Linked DNA regions of Podarcis muralis: region 2 is linked to region 1. The links are chromatin contacts, called in public Hi-C maps. All regions are on one chromosome and are shown on one strand. Each heading gives the region's core, a stretch centred on a gene start, on an enhancer-like site or on the middle of the called end of the contact. The rest is flanking DNA. Distances are from core to core; before and after follow the strand shown. Region 1 holds the start of FAM8A1 (family with sequence similarity 8 member A1). Region 2 holds the start of TBC1D7 (TBC1 domain family member 7).

Evidence for each region. Hi-C and Micro-C count contacts between places; a contact is called where the count stands out from the background.
Region 2: a Hi-C map of blood shows a contact between it and region 1, with 5 times the contacts expected there. The contact joins the promoter of TBC1D7 here to the promoter of FAM8A1 in region 1. A contact is called at or near these places in 2 of 3 Hi-C or Micro-C datasets (blood and tail).

Annotation. Positions count from the first base shown.
Region 1 is chr8:61,206,245-61,212,681 of rPodMur119.hap1.1, forward strand. FAM8A1 (family with sequence similarity 8 member A1) reads left to right here and starts at 4,769. Exons shown (of 5, transcript XM_028737690.2): 1 at 4,769-5,324. The coding sequence starts at 4,919. It overlaps CAP2 (cyclase associated actin cytoskeleton regulatory protein 2), which reads left to right. Exons shown (of 13, transcript XM_028737687.2): 13 at 1-1,767.
Region 2 is chr8:61,368,712-61,375,419 of rPodMur119.hap1.1, forward strand. TBC1D7 (TBC1 domain family member 7) reads left to right here and starts at 3,625. Exons shown (of 10, transcript XR_003707691.2): 1 at 3,625-3,753; 2 at 6,287-6,406.

The sequences.
Region 1 (6,437 bases), core at 3,519-6,018:
TCACTTTTTGTAGGCATCCTGATATTCTCAACATGTCCACAATTTGACTTTGTTTGCAAATAGGTCATACACAATGTCATGTGAATGTATAAATATTTTTTAAATTAACTATTCAGGTTACTGGCTATTTCACTGCATACAGGAAGCCAAATGTCTGCATGATACACTTTTGTCATGTTTCAGTGCATTCCTTTTTTAATGTTTTGACTGGTTAAAAAAAACCGTAGGAGGTTAAGATGTTCATTTTAGATTTCAGTTCATTCATGTATCACCTAATAAACCTGGAGCCCAAAAAGTCTGTAGTTCTTATATGTCTTTGTGCTTCTGAAAGTTGAAAAGGTAGAACTCTCAGCAATACAGCTGCTAATGGAAAAGAAAAGCTAGATTTTTTCAATTTCTTATTTCCCTTAACCATCTATTTTTAACAAGGAGAGTTTGCTGTTATCTTTGTTTCTGTTCAATTTTGTTGACGTTAGCTCAGAGATAATTTATAGAAAAAGTTATTTTAAACTTAAGTAAATCTGCATTCTACTGAGTGTCCCCACCCCCCACTTCTCCCCTGTCCATTATAACATTTCCTTGTTTGTGGGCTTTACTGTTTACTTGGGTCAAACAGTATTTAACAACCTAATCTCGAAAAAAAATTGATAACATAAAGGGTCTTAGCTGAATGTTAAGCATCGTTTCTCCGGGATCTCGCAAATGCTAATTATTCCTATGTCTGGAAGGAACGAGAAGACAATAAAAAGCAGTGTCTTCTGGGGTAAGGCCAAAGCTTACTACTTGCCACCCTACCAAACATTAATGAAGACATGGTAAAAAGTTATATAATGGTATCAGACTTAAGTCACAATCTGAGACAGACCCACTGAAATCAATATACTTGCTATTACATTGTAACGTTAGTGCACTGATTTCAATAGGTGCACTCTGAGTTAGATACTGCCCTGTTTTCCATTCAAGGAATAGGGTTTTGCTTCAGAAATGCTAAGAGCTATTCCACACTTGGATGTTATATGTCTCTTGCTGTTTTGTATGTAGTACCCCCCTCTGCCTGCATACATCCACTCTATCATTGTGAAGGCTGTGTTGCTGAATAGCACCAATTTTATTATACATCCTGGCCGCCATCTGTGAGAGTGCCAGCTTTTGCAATAAAATACACTTCCAGACCACTGTCTGGAGATTAGAGTGGCTCCTAATAATACAGAAGTTGGTTATCCTAGTTATATATCTTATTTTGTGTATTGGGCAAGGGTGTATTTCTGTTTCTATTTCCATTTGTAAGGTATGCATGCATTTATTCAAAAATGTACGTTAAGAAAAGCCATAGACTATTTCTGAATAAATTTTGAACTCAGACTAAAAGGATTGTATTTTGGGAGATGGGCTTGACTTACACGGTCCATATTTTAAATTTGTAACACTAATGTGATGTGCAGTACATGTTGTATGATTTCAATACATTTTGATTTTGATTACTTATACTACTTTGTAACAGTGAAATAATGGTAATATGCTTGCAAAGCTAGATCAGGATATAAATCGTGCCTACTGCACCTTACAAGATATGTAACTCCTTCATTTTTAAATTATATTTGACTGTAGTACTGTATAGATACTACAACAAATAGTGCTCACAGAATAAGATTTTGCTATCTGATGTTTGATCTGTATGTATAATGTTGTTGTGGGTTTAGTACATGTCATTTTTCAATAGTAAACCTGACATGGCTAAAAATAAAATGGTAACTTGTTTAAATATAATGCATTGTAGAGGTTTTTTTATTAAAAAATTGCCTTTCATGTTCAAAAATTATGGGAGATTTGTGTATATAATAAGATGCATTTAACTCACAAGCATTTACATCTGGAACTGAAAAAGAAATCAGTCTTCTTAACAACAGATGAGCTGCACTGGGGTGAGTGTCCCAATGTTGCAAAGCCACAACTGAAAAGATCCTAAGCAGAGTATGAGCCGAGAGTCAGCAAACGGAGAGGCTGGGAGGAAGACATTACACAAAGAATCTGCCCTTGCCCATCTGATTATTTAGTGATTTATTTACTTATATGTTGCCAATGTGTGTGGCACAAAGCACCATACTACAAACCCCACTCCCCCACCAAAGGAGCTTGCCAATAGGAATTTTGGCAGATCAGGATGTACAAGAGGGTAAGGAAGGGAAAAGAAAGTTAAAAGATATATGTATCCAATGCATCTTCAAATTTTCTCAAATTACATAATGAATGATGAGCACGTGATTTAAGCGGATTTAAGAATTGAGAACCTTGAGGACACACGCACTATCCAGGGAAACAGTACCTATTTATCTACTTGCACTGGTGTGCTTTCGAACTGCTAGGTTGGCAAGAGCTGCCACAGACCAACGGGAGCTCAACTGTTGTGGGGATTCAAACCGCTGACCTTCCGATTGGCAAGCCCAAGAGCAGGGGTCAGCAACCTAAGGCCCATGGGCTGGAAGCAGCCCATGGAGGTCGTTTACTGGCCCACGAGCCGCCCCTGAATCGAGTTGCCCGCTCGCACACTGAGCTAAACTGGCGCAGCGTGGTGCAGGGACTCACTTCCATAGCGCTGAACATCACATCTGCACACGCGCAGATGCAGAATGATCCGGCCCAGGCAAGATAAACCTTGCCGACCCCTGCCCAAGAGGCTCAGTGGCTTTCACCACCTTCAGCAAATACTCAATAAGAAAAGGCTTTAAAGAACATATGCTTGGGGAAATTATGTGTTTAAATGTGAATCAACTTGTGTTCTCACTTTGCAATTAAAAGCAGAATCTACAAATATGACTGTGAAAATAAAGCAAAAAAGCAAATACAGTATACCTGACTTTTACTTTTTTGAGATACTTTGTTGAGATACTGACTCTGCATAGCCACTAGGTGGCAGAATAAGCACTAGAATGTAAACGATTTCCAAACACTCCTCAGAAAAAATGGGAAGAGCTACAGTTTTGAAAATATGTTTGTTAAATTAAAAAAGAACAAATGATACTGTTAATTTTATCTTGAAGAGGGCTGTGACATTTATATTTTAAAAACGTGACACTATTTTAGAATTCTAAGGGCAATCATTCAAATACAGGGAGAGCTAGGGAAAACAATCACTCAGGTCTCATGTCTAATTATTCGAATATATGTGAATACTCACAATCAAGTTAGAGTTAAGCACCAAGGAGTACATATGAATAAGAAATAAAAAAGTTGCTGATCCTATAAGAGGATGGCAGGTTGCTGCTGTTCATCTCTAGTATGAGGGTTACACTGGTGTGCAATTGAATTAAAATAATGTATCTGTCTTAATGTTATGCTGCAGTCACCTTTGACTGGACTTAACCGTCCAGGGGTCCTTTACCTTACTTTTACCTGCTGCAGTGGCAATATACTGTTCGAGCAAACTTTCTTCTTCAGTGTTTGTATATTAATTAATTCCACTGAAAATTCACCCAGAGGTATTCCCAATTGCACATAGGACTGCAGCTAAGTTCTAAGACTGCAAATATGCACATTTACTTGGGAGTAAGCCTCCCTGAGCTCAAGAGTAAATATTGATAGGACTAGGCAGTAAGACTTCTATGCTCAACCCGAACTACAGTTTGAAACCAAACCTAAACACATTGACTCAAAAAGGAATATCCACCCATTACTTGTGGAGGATAAGGCTGGTAGTCACAATGGCCGTATATTACTTCTAGTACCAGAGGTAGTTTGCCTCTAAGTAAAGGCTGCTGGGGGTTAGGAATGGCAGGAAGATGCTGTGCTCATATCCTGTTTGTAGGCTTCCCTGATACTTCTCCTTAGCTACTGCAAGAATGGAAAGCCAGGCTAGATAGGCCTATGTTCTTACCCAGCAGGGATCTTCTTATGTTACAGTACTATTATATTATTGCGGACTAGATTCTTAGAATGATAACACATTTGCTTTCTACACTGATTTTCCGAAGCAGCCCAAACTTGTAGCAAAAACTCTCACAATGAATGCAATACTTCACTCAAAGTCTGATCCAAAAATACTTAGAAATGAGGTCAAGCAGCTGAAGCCAGCTAAACACACGGACAAAGGATGTTACAAAATAGGTTTGGCCTTACAGCCAAGAGCTGTGCCAACTTATCCCAACACAAGGCGTTTGTTTATCTCGTTGGCTGCCAGGCAAGAGAGGATAAAGGATCCCCAGAGGGTCAGGGAGCTGGGGACAGGTTGCTTCCAAGGGATCCCTGTTTGCTTCAGATAATCTGGGCGAGTCTTCAAAACATAGTCCGGCATGGTCAGCAACGCTGTACAACTGCCTGTTGCTTTCGCTGAAAACCTTTAGTCCCCTCTTCTAGAGAACTTGAAGGAGATAAAAAAAGAGGATGTGCAAGTTGCAAGGACGCCTGGTCAAAGCTCACAGGTCAAACACGTTGCTATTCTAAGTGCACTGGTGATCCTGGGCAGCTCGGCGCCTTCTGATTCCCACCTGCAAAGGGGTATGGCAGACCGCAGGGGTTCGGGATGATAGGAAACGTCTTCCAGTGCAAGGACTTTGGCCGCCCTGCCTCTTTTCCTTATCGTACTTCTCTTTTCTCTGCTGCGGGCGGGGCGCAAGCCCAGCCCCAGAAACACCGAGCGGCGCAGCTGGGCGATACCATCTCACGTAGGGTCGTGAAGAGGCAGTGGTACGCTCCAAACCGTGCCTCTGGGCCGTCTCTCTCTCTCTCTCTCTCAGCCCCGCCTCCGCCAGTGACGTCAGAGCTACGCAGCCGGCGCCGCGAAAGTTACGCTCGGCCTGTCACGCAGATATATGTTATATATCCGGCGTACGCGGTCGGGGAGCGGGATGGCCCTGCAGCTGCGCAGTGAGGCCCGCGGGCAGTGACAGGCGCCGCGGAGAAGGCCGCGCACCGGGCCGGGGCCATGGCAGAGACCAAGGAGGTCCCAGGTGGCGGCGGCGGCCCTGAGGAAACAGGCGGCGCCCACACTGCCGCCGCCGCCGCCGCCGCCTCGGAGTCGCTGAGCGCGGGGGAGTACTCTCGGCGGGTGCACCAGTGGCTGTGGGACTCGTACTGCGGCTACCTGAGCTGGCAGAGCGGCCTGGCCGCGCTCATGGCCGGAGCCGCCGCCTCCGCCGCCCCGCCTCCCGGCGGCTACTACTACAGCCCCTTCCACTACCTCCTCGCGACCCCTCCGGCTCCCGCCGCCAGCGGCCCCGCCCCGCCGCGCGCGGCCCCGGCTTGGCAACCGCACGCGGGGAGGCACGCGCCCCTGACCCAACGGGCCGCCCCCGCCGCCAGCTCCCTGAGGGAACCCGGCCGGCCGGCAGGTGAGAGGAGTTGAGCGGGGAAGGGGCGCCGGGGCTGAAGCGGAGACAAGGGGGCGGGGGCGGCCTGAGGGTTGGGTTTCCATGGTGATGTTTACGGGACTAGGGGAAGGGAGGGAGAAGCGCTGTTTGGCCTGGGGTGGGGGCGAGGGGGCGAGAAACAACGCCTGGGTGGTGGGCTGCTCATAATAAGTGAAGGGGAGAGGCTTACGGGCAGCGTTTTGGTAAATGCTGTGGCGCCCTTTTAAAGACTTCAACAAATCCGTTGTGGCAGAAGTTTTCCTTAACGGGAGATAGATACGGAACGTGGTTCTCAGTTGTTGGGCGCACACAAACACACTTGCACAAGAGAAGGAAATGCTGTCAGCGAGGGTTTGTTTGTTATTCTTTCACCTCGCCCTTCCTCCAGCTGGAGCCCAGGGTGACTAACAACAATCTTAAAAACACAATACAGTGGTATCTCAGGTTAAGTACTTAATTCGTTCCAGAGGTCCGTTCTTAACCTGAAACTGATCTTAACCTGAAGCACCACTTTAGCTAATGGGGCCTCCTGCTGCCACCACCGTGTGGTTTCTGTTCTCATCCTGGGGCAAAGTTCTTAACCCCAGGTACTATTTCTGGGTTAGCGGAGTCTGTAACCTGAAGCGTATGTAACCCGAGGTACCACTGTACAGATTTCACAAAACCGTAATTTAAAATAAATAAAACAGAACGATAATAGTGTTTGGAATGTAATGTAGAAGGCAATAAACTCTGTTAAAATAGGTGAAGGTAAAGGGACCCCTAACCAATAGGTCCAGTTGTGACCGACTCTGGGGTTGTGGCGCTCATCTCGCTTTATTGGCCGAGGGAGCCGGCATACAGCTTCCGGGTCATGTGGCCAGCATGACTAAGCCGCTTCTGGCGAACCAGAGCAGCGCACAGAAACGCCGTTTACCTTCCCGCCGGAGCGGTACCTATTTATCTACTTGCACTTTGATGTGCTTTCGAACTGCTAGGTTGACACCTGTTTTATTCATTAAATACCTACCCCTCACCTCCGGGTGGCAACCCAGGGTGGCAAAATGTTTTAACTTTACACCTGGTTGTTGGCAATGTGGAGGGACAGGGACAACT
Region 2 (6,708 bases), core at 2,375-4,874, 160 kb after region 1:
GGGAAAGGCAGATAGTAAAAGGAGTCTGCAGCTAGGTCTCACAAACAGCAACAACACTGAGGTAGATTAGGCCCAGAGATTGTGAGTGGCTCAAAGTCAAGCAGTGAACTTCCTGGCTGAGCAATGATTTAAATCCTTATTTCCCAGGTCCTAGTCCGACACTCTTTAACGACTACACAATGCCATACCCTCCAACATGCCTCAGATGAAAATGGGGACATTTATCACTCCCCACAACTGACCCTCTTCTGCCCCCCATTTTTGTCCCCTCAGACCATTTCCACCACACCAATCGGACACAGCACACCCTTCCTCCACTGTCCTGAAAAAAGCAATTAACCCTGATTTTATTTAATTCTTTGGTAGATTTACAAAAAGAAACACCAAGAAATAAATTTTAGAAAGGTTCCAGATTAGACGCGGATGGACAAAGTGTGTGTGTGTGTATATGATTCCTTGCGCTCTGCTCTGCTTCCCCTTTCTTCTCACCTAGAGCAGCCCTGTTCTCTGCCAGCACCTCAGGGCTGGTGCGTCACGCAAGGTTGGGCCTTGCCAACAACAGCCTTTCCTCCTTACCCTCCTCTCCAGCCGCTGCTATGAGCTGCTCAGGGAAGGAGGCCAGCAGTGGCAGCCATGTAGCGGCAACAGGATGCTCTCCCTCTGCCACCATTGCTCGGGAAAAGCGCTGGCTCATCCTCTTCCCCAAGCTTGGCAGGGAAAATAAGGACATTCTGGGATCTGATCAGAAGCCAGGATGGCTTTTTGCAATTCCAGACCTGTCCTTGGGAAATAGGGAAACTTGGAGGGTATGCAATACCCACTGGCTCTTCAGACTTTGAACGTCCAGAATTGTAAATACACCTGAAATGGGCAACTAGTTTAAGCATCACTGTAGCTGAACTCAGTAAACCACGCATCGTCTTCCCCTATGCCCTGCCAATTAATTTTTACATGCAGGTAGAAAATGTTACATCCCCGCTAGCAAATCTCGCCAGTGTGTTACAGTGGTTAGAGTGCTGGACTAGGATCTGGGTGGTCTTGGCTCAAATCCCCCCTCAGCCAGGAAGCTCACTGGGTGACCTTGAGTCAGCCACAGTCTCTCTCTGCCTGACCTACCTCACAAGGGTAGTTCCAAGGTTCCCTGGGAAGGGGGGGAATGAGTATTAAACCAATTTAAGGTTGTAATGCCTAGACGATTACAGCTCAGTGTACAGTACACATCCTATTTTTGGAACTAAAACTCATGGTATCCTTTATAGTTTAAACCTTGGGTTAACTATCTTAATGCCTTTATCTACAGTGGCACAGACATATTAGTACTGTATGTTTTCTTCATATACAACACTAAAAGCAGCTCCCATGCTGCCTACATATGAGTTAATGTTTTAGTTATGTTCTAGGAAATGGGGGTGGAGTGGGGTTAATTTTTTTGAATTGTATATTGAATTGATCTGGATGTGAACAACAGCAAAATTCAGACTGCGGAACTGCAAAAACACCCTCATTTTACACTGGAAGAGGCGGCTTCATCTTGGAGAAAGTTGCCAGAGGGGCTGTGTGGAACTAGGCCCAATTACCTAATTAGGAGCTAATTAGGAGGAGAACACTAGCCAGAAATGAGAGCAAATCCGAAGGGATTGTGTGTGATGAAGTTAACCTTGCTTCACCCTTTTATTTCTCTCTCACACACAAAAACACGTACTTGCTCTTAGTACAGAAATGAATAAAGATCTGGCCACAACAGAAGCAAACATATATATGTATGTATGTTTCTGAGCTTTTATCTTCTACCCATTATGCAGTTGTTGAAAGCTTGGGGCCTTTTCTCAAGGGGATGGGGAAATGTGGCAATACTTCTTACAGCCCAGTCCATACCCGTGTTCACTGAGAAATGAGTCCTATTGATTCCAATGTGATTAACCTGCAGGTGTGCATGTTTAAGATTGGGCTTTAGCTGCAGATTACAGGGTGTCCTTTGGGACTGAATTTCATCCACCTTTATGTCCTCTCTCTTGTCTGCAATATCTTTCTGTACCTTTTAATAACTTTCTGGATGGGTTGCCATGTTATTCTGCCACTAAGGCAGAATAATGCCTCTCTGTCAGGAACTTCTAAAATAAAAATATGAGGGTTAATTTGAGTTGTACCAGATGCAGTTTGAGTTGTACCAGATGCAACTATTTCTATGTGTACCAGGGGGACTTGCATTTATTGATTATTCCTCTCCCAAACCAGGTTTGAAAATGAGGCTAGCACTTTGTCCCCTCCTCCCTGCCCCCAGTGGGTTGTGAAATCCCTCCCCCCCAAAAAAACTCCTCAACCTATTAGATGTACATAGGCATGCCTAAGCAGCTCTTTGGGTGCCAGCCTATGAATCTTGTGACACCAATAAAACCTGTTTGTTACAGCAGGAGGAGTCCATAATGGGTTGAGCAACAGCTGCCACCCAAACATGTTCTGTTCATTGTAAACTTAAGAAATCTGATCCAAGTCTGCCACCTATTGTCTCTTTCAAGCAAAAGCCTCATAGGCTGCAAAATGAACAGAACAACCCCAGCTCTTTTTGTAACAAAAAAGAATGTGGCAGGTTTGTTTTAAAAATAAAGTAAAATGAAGACTGTGACAGGATTATTTTCTGAAATGTAATAATACATTTAAGAATAGCCAATTACTGGGCCTTTTATTTACAGGGCAATACTATTCATGTTTGCTAAGAAGTAAAGGAAAACCTATTGGGCTTATTTCCCAGGAAAGTGTTATATAGAACTGCAGCTTTAGGCATCTAAATAAGGCACCCTTGTGTCTTCGTATCCAAACTCTGGACATGGATTATAAAACATCAAGCAGCCTCCCCAAAACAGCATCTAGGCAAGACTAGGTGGGCTTCTATGGGGCAGGCATTTCATACACATTGAGAGAAGGGCCTCATACAGCCGTAGGCTTTGCCCAGCCAGCCCCGGGAAAGTTTGCTTAGGGCTGTGCTGCAGATGGTAAAATTTCAGCAGCAACGCAGCTTGTAACAGAACTGAGATCCACTTGGTATGCTGTCAGTGTGACTGGTGTCCTTATAGTTTGGGTTGCCACTTTTGCTCCTTGTGTTGCTGGACCAGTGGTATTAAGCAAAATCGGGTGGGTAGTGTTTTGGGTAGGGCAAGCGATCTGAAATCCTAATTTGCTGTCTAGAACACAGGTAAAAAGTTAAAAAGCTTTTTACTCCTTGGGAGTAAATACCATTGCACTAGGTAGGATTTACTCATAAATAAGCAGGTTTAAGCTTACATCGTGGAAATAGTAGGCCAGTAAAAGGATTAGTCAAACCGATATCCTGCAAGGTTTTCACTTTTAGTCTAGCGACTCTAGCCTTCCCCATCCTGGTGCCCTCCAGATTTTTGGGGACTACAAATTGAAGACGCCTAGGTCGGATGAGGCTGTTTTAGTCCGATGCGTTTCCAGCGCAACAAAATCCCAGCAGCAATATTACGCACGCCAAGTCGGGAATACGCGCCAATTTGCGCAGCGCTCGCGCCTCGAGGTTGGGAAAGACAAGCGGCTCTAGGGCCTCCGAGGCCGCCGCCGCCGCCGCCGCGGCTTCCTCCTCCTCCCCTTCCCCACCCCTTGGCTGGGCGGGCCGGCGGCTGCGCGGGCCGAGCCGGGCGGAGCTCCCTCGCGCCGAGTCGTCGTTGCCCCTTGGCCGGTCGCGGCGGCCCTGGCAGAGAGCGAGCTCCGCGCTGCTCACCGGCCACTTCTGCACAGGCAGGTTTGCGCGCCGGGTTGGGAGAGGCGGCCGGGCGCCCAAGCGCCCTCTCCCGCTTCACCCGCCTCGCCCCCTTTCCCTGCTTCCTTCTCCGCTTTCCTGACGATCCTCGAGCGCCGCCTCCCTCTTCTGCACCTACTTCACCGGTTCCTATAGCGGTGGCCCGGGGTTCTCCCTCCCTGTGGTGCCCAATCTGGCCGCCGCTTTTTCCAGCCCTCCTCGCGCTCTCCTCCTCCTCACGTGCATCACCCGTTCTTGTCAGCTCCCCGTTCCCACGTGCCATTTCTGGGCCGCTGCCTTCTTACCTGCTTTTCTCCCCCCACCATCGTCTATATTTTTTTCCAGCACTCCCTCATCTCCTGTAGTGTATTGACGCCCCTTACTTCCTATACTCGCAGCGTTCATTCATTCGTTTGTTTATTATATTTCCATACCACCATTTCCTTCAAGGAGCTCAAGGTGGGGGACGTGGTTCTCCCTCACCCCCATCCGCACCCAGTTTTATCTTCACAACAACTCAGTGAGGTAGGTTAGGCAGAGAGGAAAGCAGCCACTGGTCCAAGGTCACTCATGGTGAGCTTCATGGCTGAGTAGGGATTCGAACCCAGGCCTTTCAGGTCTTAGTCCAAGGCGTGCAAAATATTCTTACATTGCAGGGGGTGGGACTAGATGACCCTTGTGGTCACTTCTAGCTCTACAATTCTGTGATCCTATGATTCAGACTGTTTTGTTGCATCGTCAGGCATTTGACCCACCTAGCTCATATTCTGAGTTGCAGGGACCAGGGTTTTGGACATGGGTTTCTCCCTGCAGTACCTGGATATGCTTAGGGACTGAACCAGCGATTTTCTGCTTGCAAAGCAAGCGTTCTGCCACTGAGCCCCAGGCCACACTTTCAAACCTAAACGTCTTCTCTTGCAAATATATTATCTGGTATTGCACTGCTGCCTTCATTTGCTGCTTCCCAAGTGTTTACAAACCCATCTTCTCTCCCTCCACCTCATCCTCCAAATAGCATCTCAGTTCCTCCATTCCTCACTTTTCTATCCTGTAGCCAGAGATTCAAAAGCGTCTAGTATCTCCTTTATACTTACTTTCATGATTATTTTTTTACATATCAACCTTTTGTAGATGGATATTGGCTAAAACGTTTCTCTTCTGAGGAAATAAGGAAGATTTTAAGATGCTAGTGAGCTTTTTTGCAGTGTAGAGGAATGGCCATTTTGTATTAGATTTTTAATAAGCTTTGCCTCAGATTTGTTGAAAGCAGACATTTAAACTTGTTAACTGTTCATGTTAGCAAATTCAATAAGTAAGCTCCATGCACACAATGCACTAGACCCTTTGCCTATAAATGATTATGCCATTATGAAATTGTAAACTTACTTAAGTTGCCAGGGCACTGTACTCCCCCACCCCACCCCCAAAAAACCCCATCCAAACATTGTTAATCTTCTGGAATTTTAACATAGAGGAGATATGGCACTTTACACTCAAATGTGGGTTAGAATAGTGGAAGAATTATGGTTTGCAGATGTTTATAGCACAACAATTTGGTCTTTTAGAGAAGAGTGTTGTAGCATATGAATGGAAATAAGAACTCTCTTAGCTTCAGAAATAATAAAGTGCCCTGGGGCACCTTAAAAGACCTAGGCTGCGACACACACACACGCTCCATAAGGCTGACATAACGCTCATGTTTTGCAACTGCCTGGATGTGCTAGCTCTGTGCAGCTGCAATCCTAACCCCACTTACTTGAGAGTAAGCCCGATTGAATTCCATAGGACTTGCGTCCGAATAGATATGGTTAGGATTGCATTCTGGCACATTTATGATGGCCTGGTCCTTTGTGGACTAGGATCTGCATTACTCTAGAACCCAAAAACTTATAATAAATGAGTAGCCTTTTAAGGTGACAAAAAACTCTTTGTTTTTGCTGCAACAGATCGCTTTTGGATATGGCTGCTGTTCAGGAAGTTTCTAGCGTCAAATTATGTATTTATAAACCCACAAAAGTATTTTTATAATGCCATAACATAAAATATTAGTAAAAAAAAATAGTATTTTATTAGCTGCATTTCATACTATTGTATAGTAAAAGTAGTTAAAAACACAGCAGCACATACATTTAAAACAAAATTAAAACCATATATTGTATTAAAATTCAAGGCGATGTACAAGTTTAAAACAAAATGCAATTTACGGTAAAACAGCGCAGATAATCATTAAAGTGACTGACTGATAAAAGAATTAAACAGCTACAAAGGACTGTTGCCATGAAAGTCTTCAAGAGGCACCTGAAAATCTATTTCTAAGTATGTTTATAATATGTAAAATATTCCTGCATTGCATTGCAGTGGTCATGGAGGGGAGCTTGGACCATGAAAGGGAGCCTGAAAACTATGGGGAAGAGTGCACACTGCACTGTTGAAGCTCTGAAAGAGGAACACTGCACTTTTCATTGTTTTGTAGTCATAATACTTTATTTTTTTTTGCAAGCCATCATGATTAATTATCTGTTTTTCCCCCAGACTGAAACATGGCTGAGGATCCTCAGAGAAATTTCCGATCAGTGTATTACGAAAAAGTAGGATTTCGTGGTGTTGAAGAAAAGAAATCACTGGAAATTCTTCTGAAAGATGATCGGCTTGGTATGCTTGGTAGAAGACCATTATATATCACACATTCTGTTTGAGCTCACTTAATTGCAACCCTGTGCATGTTTACTTGAAGGAAAAGCCCGTTTGACCCAGTGAGGCTTGCTTCTCATTTAAAGGCAAATTTGTCAAGTTTGCACTTTCCAAAACAATAAGTGAATTGAAACACATAGCACTTGTCAAAATTTGCAGTGCGGTTCTCTAGCTAAGCAGTGTGTACAAAAATGCATCTTAAAGAAGATTCCATGCAAAACTGTGCATATTTGCAAAACTGCATGTATAATGTTTTCGTTAGG